Linked DNA regions of Mus musculus: all the other regions are linked to region 1. The links are chromatin contacts, called in public HiChIP or PLAC-seq and promoter capture Hi-C maps. All regions are on one chromosome and are shown on one strand. Each heading gives the region's core, a stretch centred on a gene start, on an enhancer-like site or on the middle of the called end of the contact. The rest is flanking DNA. Distances are from core to core; before and after follow the strand shown. Region 1 holds the start of Wnk2 (WNK lysine deficient protein kinase 2). Region 2 holds the start of Bicd2 (BICD cargo adaptor 2). Region 3 holds the start of Fgd3 (FYVE, RhoGEF and PH domain containing 3). Region 4 has its middle 47 kb from the start of Fam120aos.

What was found. Promoter capture Hi-C pulls out the DNA fragments that hold promoters and counts their contacts. HiChIP or PLAC-seq counts read pairs in DNA pulled down with a chosen protein or histone mark. Capture Hi-C pulls out chosen DNA fragments and counts their contacts.
Region 2: a contact with region 1 is called in a promoter capture Hi-C map of adipose tissue. The contact joins the promoter of Bicd2 here to the promoter of Wnk2 in region 1. A contact is called at or near these places in 1 of 39 promoter capture datasets (neutrophils), 1 of 484 Hi-C or Micro-C datasets (embryonic stem cells) and 1 of 9 other capture datasets (adipose tissue).
Region 3: a contact with region 1 is called in a promoter capture Hi-C map of liver, with 2.3 times the contacts expected there. The contact joins the promoter of Fgd3 here to the promoter of Wnk2 in region 1. A contact is called at or near these places in 1 of 39 promoter capture datasets (liver), 1 of 115 datasets of contacts at active chromatin or transcription factors (pancreatic cancer cells) and 3 of 9 other capture datasets (adipose tissue, liver and pancreatic islet).
Region 4: a contact with region 1 is called in an H3K4me3 HiChIP or PLAC-seq map of craniofacial prominence, with 4 times the contacts expected there. The contact joins the enhancer-like site here to the promoter of Wnk2 in region 1. A contact is called at or near these places in 3 of 39 promoter capture datasets (the 3T3-L1 cell line, embryonic stem cells and hippocampal neurons), 18 of 484 Hi-C or Micro-C datasets (the AML12 cell line, the N1E-115 cell line, the P5424 cell line and 14 more), 14 of 115 datasets of contacts at active chromatin or transcription factors (astrocytes, craniofacial prominence, embryonic forebrain and 8 more) and 1 of 9 other capture datasets (liver).

Annotation. Positions count from the first base shown.
Region 1 is chr13:49,146,649-49,150,307 of GRCm38.p6, forward strand. Wnk2 (WNK lysine deficient protein kinase 2) reads right to left here and starts at 1,680. Exons shown (of 30, transcript NM_001290313.1): 1 at 1,114-1,680; 2 at 1-586. The coding sequence starts at 584.
Region 2 is chr13:49,339,752-49,343,410 of GRCm38.p6, forward strand. It overlaps Bicd2 (BICD cargo adaptor 2), which reads left to right and starts at 1,798. Exons shown (of 7, transcript NM_001039179.2): 1 at 1,798-2,159. The coding sequence starts at 1,920.
Region 3 is chr13:49,307,251-49,310,909 of GRCm38.p6, forward strand. Fgd3 (FYVE, RhoGEF and PH domain containing 3) reads right to left here and starts at 1,958. Exons shown (of 18, transcript NM_015759.2): 1 at 1,931-1,958.
Region 4 is chr13:49,013,728-49,017,386 of GRCm38.p6, forward strand. No RefSeq gene overlaps it. Among named protein-coding and RNA genes, the nearest start is that of Fam120aos, 47 kb to the left of the region's middle. Within about 2 kb of position 1,849, at least 145 of the 459 cell types and tissues checked have an H3K27ac peak or open chromatin away from gene starts, as enhancers often do. A contact at or near this core is called in the N1E-115 cell line, craniofacial prominence, embryonic forebrain and 8 more, where this site is marked.

The sequences.
Region 1 (3,659 bases), core at 430-2,929:
AGGAAGCGGCCGTCCAAAGAGGTGGCCACGGCCTTGAGGTCGTCCTCATCGTCTTCCTCCTCTTCAGGTTCATCCTTGCGTGCGCGCCCGGGCTCCGGCTTTGCCTCGGTGGTTCCAGCGTCCTCCTGTGTTGGGGCCGGCGCCTCTTCCTGCCTCGGGCCGCCGTCGGGGACCTGCGCGGCTGCGGCTGAGGCGGTGGTGGGATCTGGGCTGGGCTCCTGCGTGCCCGCTCGCTCCGGGCCAGGGTCCGAGGGGACACTCGGGGAGCCGGGAGGCGCAGCGGGCGCGGCGGGCGCGGGCGCGGCGGGGCGGCCCCGGGCGCGCTCCGCGATGAGCCGGCGCGTCTTGCAGAGTAGAAGCACCCTGCGCTGCAGAGGCTGTGGGGGCTGCGCGCTCGGCGTCTCGGCCGCCTCCAGGCCCGGCGGCTCCTCCTGGTCCGACTCCACCACGCTGCGCCGCAGGAAGCGCTGGGGCCCGAGCCGCGCCGCCCTCGCCCGCGGCTCCGCCATGCCCGCCGACCCCGTGCCGCGCCCGGCTTCCATCAGCGCGCCGGGGGCGTCTCGGCGGCCGCCATCGCCGTCCATCTCTGCGGGCCAAGGACACACGGACCCTGCGTGAGCGCCAGCCCCGCCGCACCTGCCTGGGCCGCGGGATGAGACAGCGCCGCCTCTGGGCCCGCGCCCTGCCCAGCCCCACCGCAGAAGTGACCTGCCGGGCGGTCCTCTGCGGGCTCCGGGGAGAGGGCTGCAGACCGGACCCCGAGGCGAGGATTGCAAGGGGATGCCCTGCTTCACTCAGCTCCGAGCCGGGAACACGGCCTGTCTCTAGCTGTCCCAGGGACTCCAGGAGGGACGACCTGCTAGGTGTCCCTGAGGGCTCAAAGGAGCTACAGAAGGGCTCGGGAGGCTGGAGAAAGGGGTCAAGGCCAGTACTGGAGCGACCCCGCTAGGCTATCCCGCGAGCGGGTGGGGAAGGGACAGGGAGGCCGGGGTAAAGGGAAGCACCGGACAGGAGCAGGCTCCACAAAGGACGCGGGCCCGGGGCGCGCGGGGAGGGGGCTGCGGCGGCGCGGCGCGCACACAAAGGCGGCGAACGGGAGAGCTCGATACTCACAGGGCGAGCGGGCGCTGTCCATGCCCGCAGCCCGGGGACCCGGGCGAGCGAGGAGGGCGAGGCCGCGCTCCGGGGCCAGAGTCCTCTCTCGGGGCCGCGTCGCGCTGGGGCGGGGTCCTGGCTGCAGCGGGGGTCGCCAGGCCGTTCTGCTCCTACGATGCTGCTCCCTCGGGCCGGGCCGCTGCGGGGCCGCGCTCCCGCGTGCTCCTGCCGGCTCCGCGCGCCTCCGCTCCCGCACCGGCTCCGAACTAGCGCGCGGGGAGGGCGGGGCTTCCGTTCGTCCCACCCTCCCCAAGACCGGAGCGCGGGGCGGGGCCTGACACGCCCACCTGGCTGCGGCTGAGCGCCGCCACCTGCGGGATGCTCCCCATGGCCTCCACCTGCGGCAAGGGTTCCAGGCCGGCGCCTGGCCCTGAAGCTCTTTGGAAGTGGTCCGCTGAACTGTGGGGCCTTGAGGGGCTCTATTTTCCCCGGAGGTGGCAGGCCACAGACAACGTGACTTAGCCAGAGAGCCAAATCCTGGAACCTATGCCAAGACAAAACAGACAACCTCAGGATATCCTAGGTGCCCAAGTATGGTTGCAAAATTGGAGTGTCTTCTGGGCCTTTCTGTACTGCCAGGATATGGGAAAACCTCACTATCATCCACGGACGTTGGTACCAGTAAGCGCTGTGTCCCTCTTTTCCATTAAGCAAATCCAGATCTCAAAGACAGATGTCCTTTTGCCCTGATCAGTAGCGTGGTGGCCCAAGCCTATAATCCCAACACCGGTGGGGGAGGGCTGTGGGGGGCAGAGGATACTTGATCCAGGAGTTGGGTCACGTGGCAATAAAGGAACCAGGAACCGTCTCAAAAATAAATGAAAAAAAAAAATAGAAAGGATTTCTCTGTCCTAAATCTCAGAGGTCCCAAGATGGAAACTGGAAAAGGTTTCCAGAAACCCCTTGACTTACCATATTGATTGCCATCTTTCCCCACCCTCAACCCCCTCAGGAGCTTCTCTCTCCACCCCCTGAGCTACTCAATTACCCCAGACAAGCCCTTGCCCCGGGCATCTCTGAACCTGACTGCAAGGGTCACAGAAGACTGACCTGATTTCTGAGCCCATGCCAGGCACCTGCACCTGGGCTCACCAGTTGTGATGCACATCATTGGGGTCACTTCACCTGAAGAAAACAGCGCAAAGGAAGTTACCAGCATGTTCTGATCTCTTTGCTCATCCTGATGGTATGGCACCCTGTCAAAGATGCAAGTTACAAATGTGAACCGATGGCCAGCGGCTGCTGGCCTTAGAGCCTTTGACACCAGCAACTCATAAGACAGAAAAGCCAACAGAGGCAACACATCCTTCACGATTAAAGGGAAGCAAATGCAGACAGAGCTGTTACCCAGTGACAGGGTTTCCCTGGCCCTGCTAGGGGCTGTCAGTGGATGCTGATACCAGTCAAAAGTAACTTTAAAAGGCTGATGTTCAAGTCACTTCCTAGCTGAGTTGGGTGGTAGCACACTGTCTCCTTAAAGGGGGAATGCTGGGACTACTTACGTTATGAAAACTGAGAGCCATGAAGTTAGGACTCCAACATATACCCCAGAGACCCAGGGGTTAAATTGTGTACTTGTCACTGGACTGGGCATTTGCCAGATGCCTGTTAATTTATATTATCTCATTTCTCATCTACCTTGGGAGTCAGGCATGAACGTAAAGCCCACTCAACCAGAAGCAGAGCGCAGGTGCCAGCTCTGTGGGTCTGAGTGTCTCTGGAGATGGGGATCCAAGCTGCACCTCCCAAGCTGGGGCAGAATGTGGGTGAGGACCATTACAACTTCACTAAGGAGGCTAAAGACCCCACCCAGTATTGCCTCTCCTAACCTGAGCCTGTAGAATGTAATTTCTCTTGGACAGGGTTTATCCAGCAAAGGCCCTCTGGGTCCTGGCACGTATATGGAAGCTATAATAGGCAGGGCCTGTGTAAGAGAAATCATGACAGAAGAGTCTCAGCATGCTAGTCTGACTGTCTCCCAACAGGACACAGTGACAGCCTGTGGCATATACCTGCTGAGTGACTAGTGATGAAAGCAGCCAGTCACTTACAACACCTAATCGAAGTGTGGTGGTGCATACCTATAACCCTATCACTCAGGAGGCAGAGGCCAGCCTGGGCTACCCAGTGAGACCTCAGCCATACCTACAGCTATTGCCCACACACATTCACACATGTTTGTGAAGAATTATGACCCTACCCACAAAACTGGGCACAGTCCAGGCTGAGACAGATCTCGGAGAGCCTGTGTCTGACTGGGCACCATGTTCTTTGTAACTAACTCCCTGGGTGTGTTTTCCCACAGCCCCACTTGCATAACCTATGGTGAACTCGCTCCCTATGCCAGCCCTTGGAGTCCACAGCTATGAAACTACCGGATAAGGCCATTGATCTCTTTGCAAGGAATCTCAGACTAGTATCACTAACAGGCCCTTGGAATTCCAACAGATGGAAACAAGGACTCCTTGGTATAGAATTTAGCAGCCAGGGACCCACTCTGTACC
Region 2 (3,659 bases), core at 548-3,047, 190 kb after region 1:
CCAGTGACAAGGAGATCCTAGAAACCTTCTTCCAGGCCCTAACCTTGCTGGTCAGCACTGTCCCTGCTGAAGGAAGCCCACAATAGTAGTGAGCTATCATTTGTATCTCAAATCACCTTTATCTTCAAGTTCAAAGTTCCCTGGTCAGGTTCTCACCAGAAACTCATGGCTCTCCCCCTCCCTACTCACACCTGCCTCACAGTCAGGTTCAGGTGGGTATGGAGAGGTTCCCAGGCAGCCTGGATAAGTGTAGGTTCTGTAGAGCTTGGGGACTTGTTGGAGGAAAGTTTGTTCCTTCTAAATCCACCTTCACTTAGTGTGAACAGCTTGCGTAGGCCTGATATATGGGCCTCAGTGTAGAGCCAGGACTGTTGTACAAAATTAGGCTGGTTGGCCAAAGAGAAGGAGGAATAACACATTTACTTATACAGCGCTCTCTCTCTCTCTCTTTTGAGACAGGGTCTCTCTATTTAGTCGTGGCTGGCCTGGAACTTGACATGTAGATTAGGCTGGCCGTGAAATTCTTCTACCTCTACCTCCCAAGTGCTGAGATTAAAGGTGTGTTCCACCACACCAAGTTGATTTACTATGCAATTCTTGTGTTGATCCTAGATTTTCTTTTCGCGCGCGCGCGTGTGTGTGTGTGTGTGTGTGTGTGTGTGAAGTGGGTTCATGTTCCTGTGTGTGTGTGTGTGTGTGTGAAGTGGGTTCATGTTCCTGTGTGGGCACACAGGCCCCACATGCACTGGGAATCAGAGGACAAGATCCAGTTGTCAGTCTTTGTCTTCCATCTTGTTTGAGATTGGTTATCTCTGCTTTTCTTGTCTCCCCCTCTCTCCCGCCCCTGTCTTTCATACTCCAGCCTAGCTTCAGGGGATTCTCCAATTTCCACCTCCCATCTTTCCTCAGGGACATTGGGATGATAGACTGTGCTTTAGGTGGGCTCTAGGGGCGCAAATATAGGTCCTTGCTCTTACTGAGCAAGAGCTTTATCCTCTTAGCCATCTCTCCAGCTGACCTCTATGTTTGATGGTGGTCCGCAGCTGTAGGGTGTGGTGTTGCGGGGGTGTGTGCAGTGAGAAAGGGAACAACACGCTTGTTATATCCAAATCACCATGCAAGGAGGGAAGTTTTATTTAGAATTATAGTGAAGAGTACAGCTACGTCTCGCCGAAAACGGGGGACGGACAACATTTAAATACACCTTTGACATTATGCTCACGGAGGTGCCTTCATTTCCATGAAAGAAAATCCTAACGGACAATGGACAAGAGGAAGTAGTATCCGGGCCTGGGCTCCCCTGAGCCCCTAGCGTCAGGCTGTTGGCATCCTTTTGGCAGTGCCCGCGGCCCGCCACAAGTCATTCAAATTCCGCATAAAGCGCGCGCCACACAGTCTCACCAGCCATGCTCTGACGTTTCAGGACGCGAATCTTACTCGTGATATCCACAGCTCGGATCACCTTACTCCACAAAGGCTGGGAGCGGAAGGCTTGAGGTTCTCCGGGTGGCTGCCGGGTCCCTGGGCTGGGGTCGGTGGCACCCCTACTTTTGTCACGTCAGACGCGCCCGCCAATCAACGATTGGAGCCAGGCGGGTACAGAGCACAACGGGCAAAGCAGTGAGCGTAAAATAGGACTACATCTCCCACAATGCTAAGGGAGACGTAGCTTTGCGTCACGTTAGGCGCCTGCCCCCTTGAGATTTAGACCAATCACAAGCGCGGACCAGGTGGGCGCAAGGGACTACGGGTTGTGTAGTCCATGCTCAGTGGGACTGCAGCCCCCAGTGTTCCGCGCGCGTCAGGGAGGAGCAGTGCGGCGGCGCGGGCGGCCGTCGGGGCTGGGCGGCGGCAGCGGCGGCTAAGAGGGCCCGGCTTGTGGGAGCCAAGGTGGGAGCCGGCCTCGGCGCGCGGCCACCATGTCCGCGCCGTCGGAGGAGGAGGAGTATGCGCGTCTGGTGATGGAGGCGCAGCCGGAGTGGCTGCGCGCCGAGGTGAAGCGGCTGTCCCACGAGCTGGCCGAGACCACGCGTGAGAAGATCCAGGCGGCCGAGTATGGACTGGCGGTGCTGGAGGAGAAGCACCAGCTCAAGCTGCAGTTCGAGGAGCTCGAGGTGGACTATGAGGCCATCCGCAGCGAGATGGAGCAGCTCAAAGAGGTGAGTGGTCGGCTGCGACCCCTGCCTCGGGCGCTAAGGTCACCCTGCCCAGTGGTGGGAGGTACCAGGGGTGGGGCAGGAGACCTAGAGTTGCGGTCCCGGGCAGTGACGGTGAAGGGACCCTGTTCGGCCCTGTGTCCGGTTGCTGGGGTCCAGACTCCCTGCAGCCCCACTCACCCGCTAGTTTTCTTTGCAGGCCTTGTTGGCCTTTTCGTTGAGGACTGATGTCCTGCTATGGTTATTGCTGCCTAGGGTGTGTCTGTGTGGTTGGTGGGGAGCAGATGATGCCCTTACAACTGAGGCTGTCCGTGCAAGTGACCCCAGGGAAAAGCTGGACCTGGGGTTGGTTGACCACAGTTTGTCACCTTCAAGCAAATCACTTCCCCCCCATTTTGGAGCAGCTGCTTTCTGTGCTATTCATCAGGTTTCGTGACCGCCTGAGGCTGGGAAGGGATGGATACAGGGCTGAGTGAGTCGCAGCCCCTGGTTGCCTATGGCCCTTGACAGGCCGGCTTTCCCGATATCCATCGCTCAACCAGCTGCTTTTTCCCCATCTCATTAATGGTGCTCCCACTACTGGGATGCATGGCTTCCATCGACCGCTTCCTGTCTTGCTCTGCCTCCTAGGGCCTGCCTGTCACCGTGGAGTCTGTGTTCTTCTGTTGGAAACATGGTACTTTGTGTCATCCCACTGTAGGAAGAGAGGTTAGACTCCCAGGCTGGCCAAGAGCTTGGGGAGGGGCAGTAGGAGGGACCTGGGTAAGCTTTCTGGGATGATTTAAGTATTAGTAACTCTCCCATCTTCTTGACTCCCCAGCCTTGTTCTGGAGACTGGGGGAAATGCTTTATGGGAGAAGGACACACTTGAGTTTGGACCAACCCCTTCTTATTGCTTGTGATGGGTGAGCCTTGGGTGAGCCATGGGTAAGCTCTCCTCAAACCTTAGCTTCCAGCTCTGCAAAGTAGGAATACAGCTTTGCCAATCCAGAAGTATTGCTTTTAGTATTCTATATTTGGAAAGGCCTGGCATGGGGCCACACAGGTAGCTTGTTGGATTATCTCAACAGTTTCCCTTCCCTGTGAGACTCAGTTCTGCTCTTGAGTATTAATCACAGGCTCATCTTTTGATACTTCTGCTCCCAGTCAGCTTTGGATAGATGCCTGAACTCTTGAGAGCCTCTCTGACTTTTAGGGGAATGAGTCCTTAAAGTCTGGGTAGAGCAGGGCTGGGTGAGTCCCAGAAGTGCCTGCTTCTTTGGGCGGGTAGGAATTGAGTCTTCACACAGATTCTCAAATCTGTTGCCTGACAGAGGACATTAGTAACTTTCCCAAGCCTGGCTTCATTTGGCAGAGGGTTGACCAAAGGAGTGGGACCCCTGGAGGGGGAGGGGCAGGCAACCCCCTGGAGGGGGGGCATGTAAAGTGATGTGATAGATGAAGGTCAGAAAATATGGAGTGAAAATATGGAGTGGGTGTGTCCTCTTCCCAAATCTAGTCTTC
Region 3 (3,659 bases), core at 708-3,207, 160 kb after region 1:
ACACAATGGAGCAATCACAATTTCTATCTGTAAGTGTAAGATCACAATCAGCCTACCCAGGTCCCATAAGAAGTCGCAGTACGGCAGAAACTTCCGGAGCACACATCAAGATACCCAGAGTCCCTGTTGTAACCCACGGAGCTGCTTTTCATCACTGAGCGGCAGGGCCAGGTTTCTCACTCGGCAGTGAGGCTTCTGAAGACAAGCCCATTTCAGCACTGATCTCATAATGTGCTCTCGACCTCTGTATGCAGAGTTCAGTGTGGCTCTCAGGCCCCTGCACATTGGGAGGTGCAGATCCCTCTATAAACAGAAGCCAGTCTCCACTGCGACCTTGCAGGGGCAGAAGCAGGCTTCAGGGGGTCTGTGGCAGCCCAGTTGAGACAAACCACTTCCTCCTGTCCTTGCCAGAGCTGGCCCCACCCCCAAACCAAGCACAGTGTGTGTTATCAGCTCAGAGAGCTTATGTGGGGACCAGCTAGTCCATTCACAGACTTTGGGCGGGGGGGGGGGGGCTGGGATGAGCTGGCAGAGTGCTCTGTGCCTGTTTCATCTCTCACCCAAATGGGGGCTGGGGAGAGTCTCAGTAAACCACGTGTCAAGCTAGGCCAATGAGAGAACCTGTCTAAAAAACCAGATAGACAGGTCCTGGAGAATAACATCTGAGACTGTCTTCTGGCTTCCCTACACATGCCTCAACACACACACACAAATGGCTAACAATTTTAGTCTTTGTTTTTGGTTTTTTTTCCCCCCAAGAGATGGTGTTTCTCTGTGTGGCCCTGCTGTTGTGGAACTTGCTCTGTAGACCAGGCTGGCCTGGAACTCAGAGATCCACCTGCCTCTGTCTACCAAATGCTGGGATTGAAAGCGTGTGCTACCATCACTACCACCACCACCCCCGGCTAGGTAGGACCAATCTAAAATGAGGCAGAGCTGCGTAAGCTCTAAACCTCAGTGTGGCTTGGCATCATTCTGACTTCACTTTACAGAAAGGGAAATCAAGGCAGAGTCTGCCTATCACCCTGTCCCTGGCATTCTTTCTCACCAGAGTCCCCTCCCTATCCCCCTATAGCTGCTCATCCTCCCTAGCACTCAGGGACTCCCAGAAAAATGGCAAGTGACTTGTCATCCACAATGACAGTGACTCCTGCCTCACTCCCCACAGGTCCTAGAGTCCGGCTTTTCAAATATGCCTCTGCTTACTCTGCATGGCATATAGTATCATAGTGTTATCATAATCATATCATTCTATCCATGCTGCCGTGCGCCTGCTCTATGGCTGCCAGCCTCCTAAGTGGCTGTACCACTACCCAGAGCTGCCCAGGCGAAGCCCTGGGGGTCCCAAGGAGTCCTTTGAGGGCTTAGTTTTCTTTCCTAGCAGTGCCCAGCTAGACAGACATATCTGTTAATATCTAAACTGTAGACTGGAGAAGATTCCAGAACCACATGGGATGCGAAGGCCTAGCCTCCATTAAATCATCCCCTGGGACCACCTCTTCTGCTTAAGCAGAAAAAGACATGCTTTCTTCCCCACTAAGGCACACTGGGTGGGGTCAGCCTTGGATCTGTGCCCCCCCCCAAGCCTCCCAGGGACCACAGTAGTCACCGACAGACTGCCCATAGCCTAAGTGTGAGCTGTGCCCCACCTGCCAATAGCACGTCCAGGACTCTGTAGTCGCGAACTCTTCTCATGCCCACCCATAGCAACCCTATCTTCTCACCAGTACGAGCCACTGAAAGACAACAGCATGAAAAGAGACACCGCTACCGTGCCACAGCAACTTCCTGCTTTGAAAACATCTGTCTCCCTTGAATGGTTCCTGTTTGGTTTCTAGTAACCTCCTACCACCCGCCACGAAGCCCCTTCACAGCGCAAGACAAACACTGTAGGATTCTGCAAAGATCCCAGGAGCCAATCTCCACTCACCCTTCTTCCAAGACCAGTCTGCATCTCCCCCAGGGCTGAACTCATGCAAGAACAAAACCCAACTTCCTCTTTCTAATTTTTGCAATATTGGTCACAAAACAGTGGCACATTTGCATTTCCGTAGCGATGACGCAACGTGAGAGGAGGTTGGTCTGCTGGTCCTGAAGGGCCTGGTCTGCTTGTGGTGGGATGACTTCGAAAGCGTAATCCTTTTACTCGACCTGGCTCAGCCCTACCAGGTTCTGCAGTAGCAGCCAGGGCTGAGCTTAGGTTTAACAAGTCACTGAGTAAAGACACCTCCTGCATCTGGTTTGGTGGGCTCCTCTGAGCAGACCTGAGATTGATGTTGTCTATGGGGAAGAGGATCCATCAGGGGACAGGTGACCCAGGCCAGACAGACCTTGGTGACTACAGAAAGTTGGAAGAAACATACCCCACCAGTGACATTGTTTCACGGTGACTCCAAGAGACCTGAGGGAACTTCTGGTTATCTGGCTGATGAGGACTGCCCCAGCAGGGCTAAGCTCTGCCTCTTCCAGGCAGCCCTCAGGGGAAAGTCCCCTCATTATCTCAGGAAGTCAATAAATAATGGGGCAGGGGGTTAGCCTAACATGCATATAGGCTGCAAATTTGACTCCATTTCAGTAATGTCTTCTTAATCTATCCTAAATTTTGTGTTTGTTTTAGGTTTTGTTGAGACAGTCTCACCAAGTAGTCCAGGATGGCCTTGGATTCTCTGTGTTGTCCAAACTCATTTGAATTTACACTGTTTCAGTCTTTCAAATGCTGGGATCGCTACTGTGCACCATTGCATCAACTAATCTTGAATTCTCTCTCTCTCTCTCTCTCTCTCTCTCTCTCTCTCTCTCTCTCTGTGTGTGTGTGTGTGTGTGTGTGTGTGTGCGTGCATGCATATGGAGGCCAAAAGTCAAAGCTAAATGTCTTCTTCAGTTGCAGTCCACATTATTATTATTATTGTTGTTGTTGTTGTTACTGTTATTATTGTTGTTATTTTGGCATTTATTGCTATTCACCCTGGGATTAATCAACATGACTAGCTTGGCTGGCCAGCGATCTGCCAGGGACCCTTCTGTCTCTGCCTCCATCAGCCTTTTCCCATGAGTGCTGGGGATTGCACTCACTTCCTCATGCTTGGACTGAACCATCTGCTCAATCCTCTAAATGCTTGTTTTAACTAGTTAACATTTTCTGTGTATATGTATGTATATGTATGTGCACATGCACGCATGAGTGTATATGTATATGATGGAACTGCTCAAGGTTCTCGATTCTTCTTCCATAAAATGGAGAGGTGTGTATGTTAGAGGCATTGTAAAGAATGAGGTCTAGCCTAGGCAAGTCCTTAAAGAATCTTAGTCCCTGCCTGAATCTCCACTGCTGAGCTGTCTGTGCCTGGCCCAGAGCCTTTTGCTTCACTCCCTGAAGGGCCGTGTCCCCTGAGGAAAGTCCGTGTCCCCCGAGGAAGGGCCGTGTCCCCTGAGGAGGCAGCCTCCGGCCACCCAGATGCTTTCAGCTCTGTCCAGGAAGCACAGCACCTGTGGCCCAGCACAGTGCAATTGTCCCTCTGCTGGCACATCCTGAGCCTGGAGGCCAGCCGTGGGATCACATCAGGACTGGGACCCAGGCCAACCAGGAACACAGGATCAGTTGAGGACGTGAAGACGAACTCTAGCCTGACAGGCCAGGTGGGAAGAATGGAGAGAAGAGT
Region 4 (3,659 bases), core at 599-3,098, 130 kb before region 1:
GGGCAAATACTCTCAATGAACTCCAACCAGCCTCAGTCCTTGCTTTCCAGAGAAGACTCACTGTATAGCCCAGGCTGGTCTGGAACACCTGGTCCTCCTGTCCGCTGGGGTCACCCTCCTGTCCACTGGGGTCACATACCTGTGCCACCAGAGCAGGCTCACCCCTTGGTTCCTGAACAACACTTGCTCTCAGCGTTGACTCCTGCGTTGACAGTGTAACCCTTCGCTGCTTGAGCTGCTGTCCCTTCCCTGCTTGCTTACATTTTGTCTTTGGAAAGTCTGTGGTTGTGAATGCTCCTGCGGGCTTGAACTCTCATGGGGGGGGTGGGGGGGGATGTTTCACATCTTCTCTTTGTATTTTGAGAAACCTGATTATGTTGTGCATTAAGTTTTCAGTCTCTTTTCTTGTATTTAGGGGTGTGCCAGGCTTTTAAAAATTATGGGTTTACAAATTTTATCAAAAAATTTAAAATGAAGTAAGTAAAAGTATTTCTTATGTTCACCTAACTCTTTGGGAATAGCGTGTTAACTTCCTGTTGCTGTGACAAAAAAATGCATGGGTTAAAGAACTTAAAAAAGATAATTTGGGCCTGTGGTTTTAGGGATTCAGTTCATAGTCGATTGGCTTTGCTGGTTTTGGACATGTGTGAAGGCTGAAGACCCTGGAGTTAGGCAGATTCCCTGACAGACAGACAGACAGGAAAAGAGGCCATGACTAGTTAATAAAAACAGTGGGCTTCCAATATGGCAGGCTCCTTCTTCAACTTCCTGACCTATGGCAAGAGCCTGGCAGATTCAAACAAAGGCCTGGAGAGCTTTTCCCTGCTAGTAGGGCCCCCTGCCCATCCACCATGTGGACTGGTCTGACAAGTCCAAGGCTAGACCAGGATGTGTTTACCCTAAACTGGTGGGCCTATCAGCCTCCCTGTCTTTGTCCAACCCCAAATTGGGAGGGAAGACCCTGAAAAGCACAGCCCTCACCGGGACACTGGACTTCTGCTTCCCAAGCTAGCCCCCACCCCCACCCCCCACCCCCGCTTTGCAGAGCCTCTTCTTTCTGCTGTGCCCGAGGTTTCCCCCATTGCTACCTGCTGCACTTGAGGTCTTTCTATTGTGTTTATAAAAAGATAAAGAGAGAAGGAATATGTTTTGGAGAGGTGTAGTCAGGTGTGGGGGAAGGGGGTGCCTCTGCAGACCCATGCTGAGGCATCCCTTCCCCCTGAGGGACCAGCCACACCAAGGTATAGTATAGAGTTTATTCAGGGCATGGGGAGGGGAGTTGAGAGGGTAGTAGAGACAGAGAAAGACAGACAGACGGAGAGAGACAGGGAGGGGAAGGGGAGGGAGGGAGAGAGGGAGGGGGAGAGAGAGAGAGAGAGAGAGAGAGAGAAGAGAAAAGAGGAGAGGGGAGGAGAGGAGAAGGAAGGAAGGAAGGAAGGAGAAGGGAGGGGAGGAGAGGAGAAGAGGCGGGCCATGAGCACGTGGAGAGAAAGGGTAGGTAAGAGAATGGAGAGAGGGGAAAGGGGAAAGGACAGAGTGGGAGCAAGAAGACATGAGCAAGAAAGAGAGGAGAGGGCAAGCAGCCCCTTTTATAGTGAGTCAGGCACACCTGGCTGTTGCCAGATAACTGTGGGGCGGAGCTTAGACAAAACGCTAACACTTTTCCTTCCGGCTAGTTTTTTAACTGGTATAGAAAATGAACCTGATCGAGACCTCTAGCCGGTAACACAGAGGAGGCCTGTTCACCTTCTGGCAGCTGAGGAGAGAGTGGGGGAGGTGCAGGAGTGTCTCAACATCCCCTTCAAAGGCCCGCCCCTCAACGACCTAACTTTCTCCCTCTAAACTCCACCACCAGGAGGTTCCACTGCCTGGGATGGACCGGGCTTCCCGCAGACCGTACTGCACGTAGCAGCTGTGAGCTACATGCAAATTATTCTGCTTGAAATCTTCTCACTGTTCATCCACATGTTGTTGGTCATTTTAATAATTCTTTTGTTTGTGTACGTACGTGTTCCTCTGTGTCTGGGCTCCGTGCGTGCTTGTGTTCATTGGCTGTGTGTTACAGATGTGGATGCCAGGGACCCAAACCCAGAACTACAAGAACAGCAAAGCATCCTAACTGGTGAACTGTATCTCCAGCCCAGACAGTTGCTTTTTTTTTTTTTTTTTTTTTTTTGCAGCTGAGGCCCGTAGGGTTCGAGTTGTTCGAGTCCTTAACTGGAAACGCTCAAGGAGGTGGTATTTGTGCTGCAGGCCTTGGAGCCTTCTGTGTGAAACACACGGTGCCTGTGTGGCTCACTGGTGGTAGAATCATTCCTTTTTCCAGAGCTCAGAGTGCTTTTGGGGGGGAGGGAGGGATTTCGTTGTATTAAAAGCGCGGCTTTTGCTGGCACAGCACACTGTAGAAATGGATCTCCGCTTTGAAGAGGAAGGACGCAAAGCACTCTACCTTCATACGCGAAGGGGAAATGTGTCTCTCTGTCAAGTGCACGTTCTTAAAGCATCGCCTCCAGGGGCTCTCCTGGCTGTCCAGATACAGGAGGCGAGGGAATTTGGAAGAAAATTAAACACGAAGACATGGCAGTCTGCGTGCTGTGAGACATGAATTCTCTCTTGGCACGTGTGACGGGGCAGCTACAAGAAAATGAATACGGTGTTCCTAGTGCCAGGCTGTCTTGTGAATAAAGAGCCTTTAGTCCGGGAGAGGCGCGGTGTGACGCGCGCTTTCCATCTGGTGGGCCAGTTTCCAGGCCAGCTTAGTCTTGGTGCCTGCCCTGCCCCCGCTTCTGGGGATACGCCAGCCGCTGCATTAGTGATGCCCGCAGCCTCAACCCATGAGTCCCCTCCCTGCCCACCACCCTTGAGGGCCTCTCAGTCAGCAAGCTCAGAGCCTGAGGCAGCCCTGGTTCTCTTGTGTCTGGGATATACATGGTTTACAGCTTGAAGCTGTCATGCCTGGATCGCTCAGCAGGCTTGGCTTATTTTTCCAAGTGCCACCAACTGTGAAGTCACGTGTCAGCTACACAGCTTGCATTTGGGGCAACAAATAAGAAAGGGAGCAGAGGCTAACTCATGAATGAGTCTTCTTGTATACATTAAAATGAATAATCATTTAGTTCAACTCTAAAAACCTATCTTTTAAATTAACCTATCTTTAATATTATCCTTTCTTCTTTTCCTTTTTTTTTTTTTTTTTTTTTTTTGAGACAGTCTCACTATGTAGCCCTGAACTCACAGAAATCTGGCTACCTGTGCCTCCTGAGAGCTGGGATTAAAAGCATGAACATGCTTAGCTAATTTCTCAGCTAATTTTTATACTTTTTAAATAAATGATTTATTTATTATTATATGTAAGTACACTGTAGCTGTCTTCAGACACACCAGAAGAGGGCATCAGATTTCATTACGGGTGGTTGTGAGCCACCATGTGGTTCCTGGGATTTGAACTCAGGACCTCTGGAAGAGCAGTCAGTGCTCTTAACCGCAGAGCCATCTCTCCAGCCCCTAATTTATATACTTTAAGCATAGAATTATTTTTTTTCTCCCACCAGAAAAAAAAAAAGTTTGAGGATCTATAATTGGCCTGAAAACATAATGTCTATAAATAAGATTTCTTTTTACTATACCGTCTTAGTTAGGGTTTTACAGCTATGAACAGA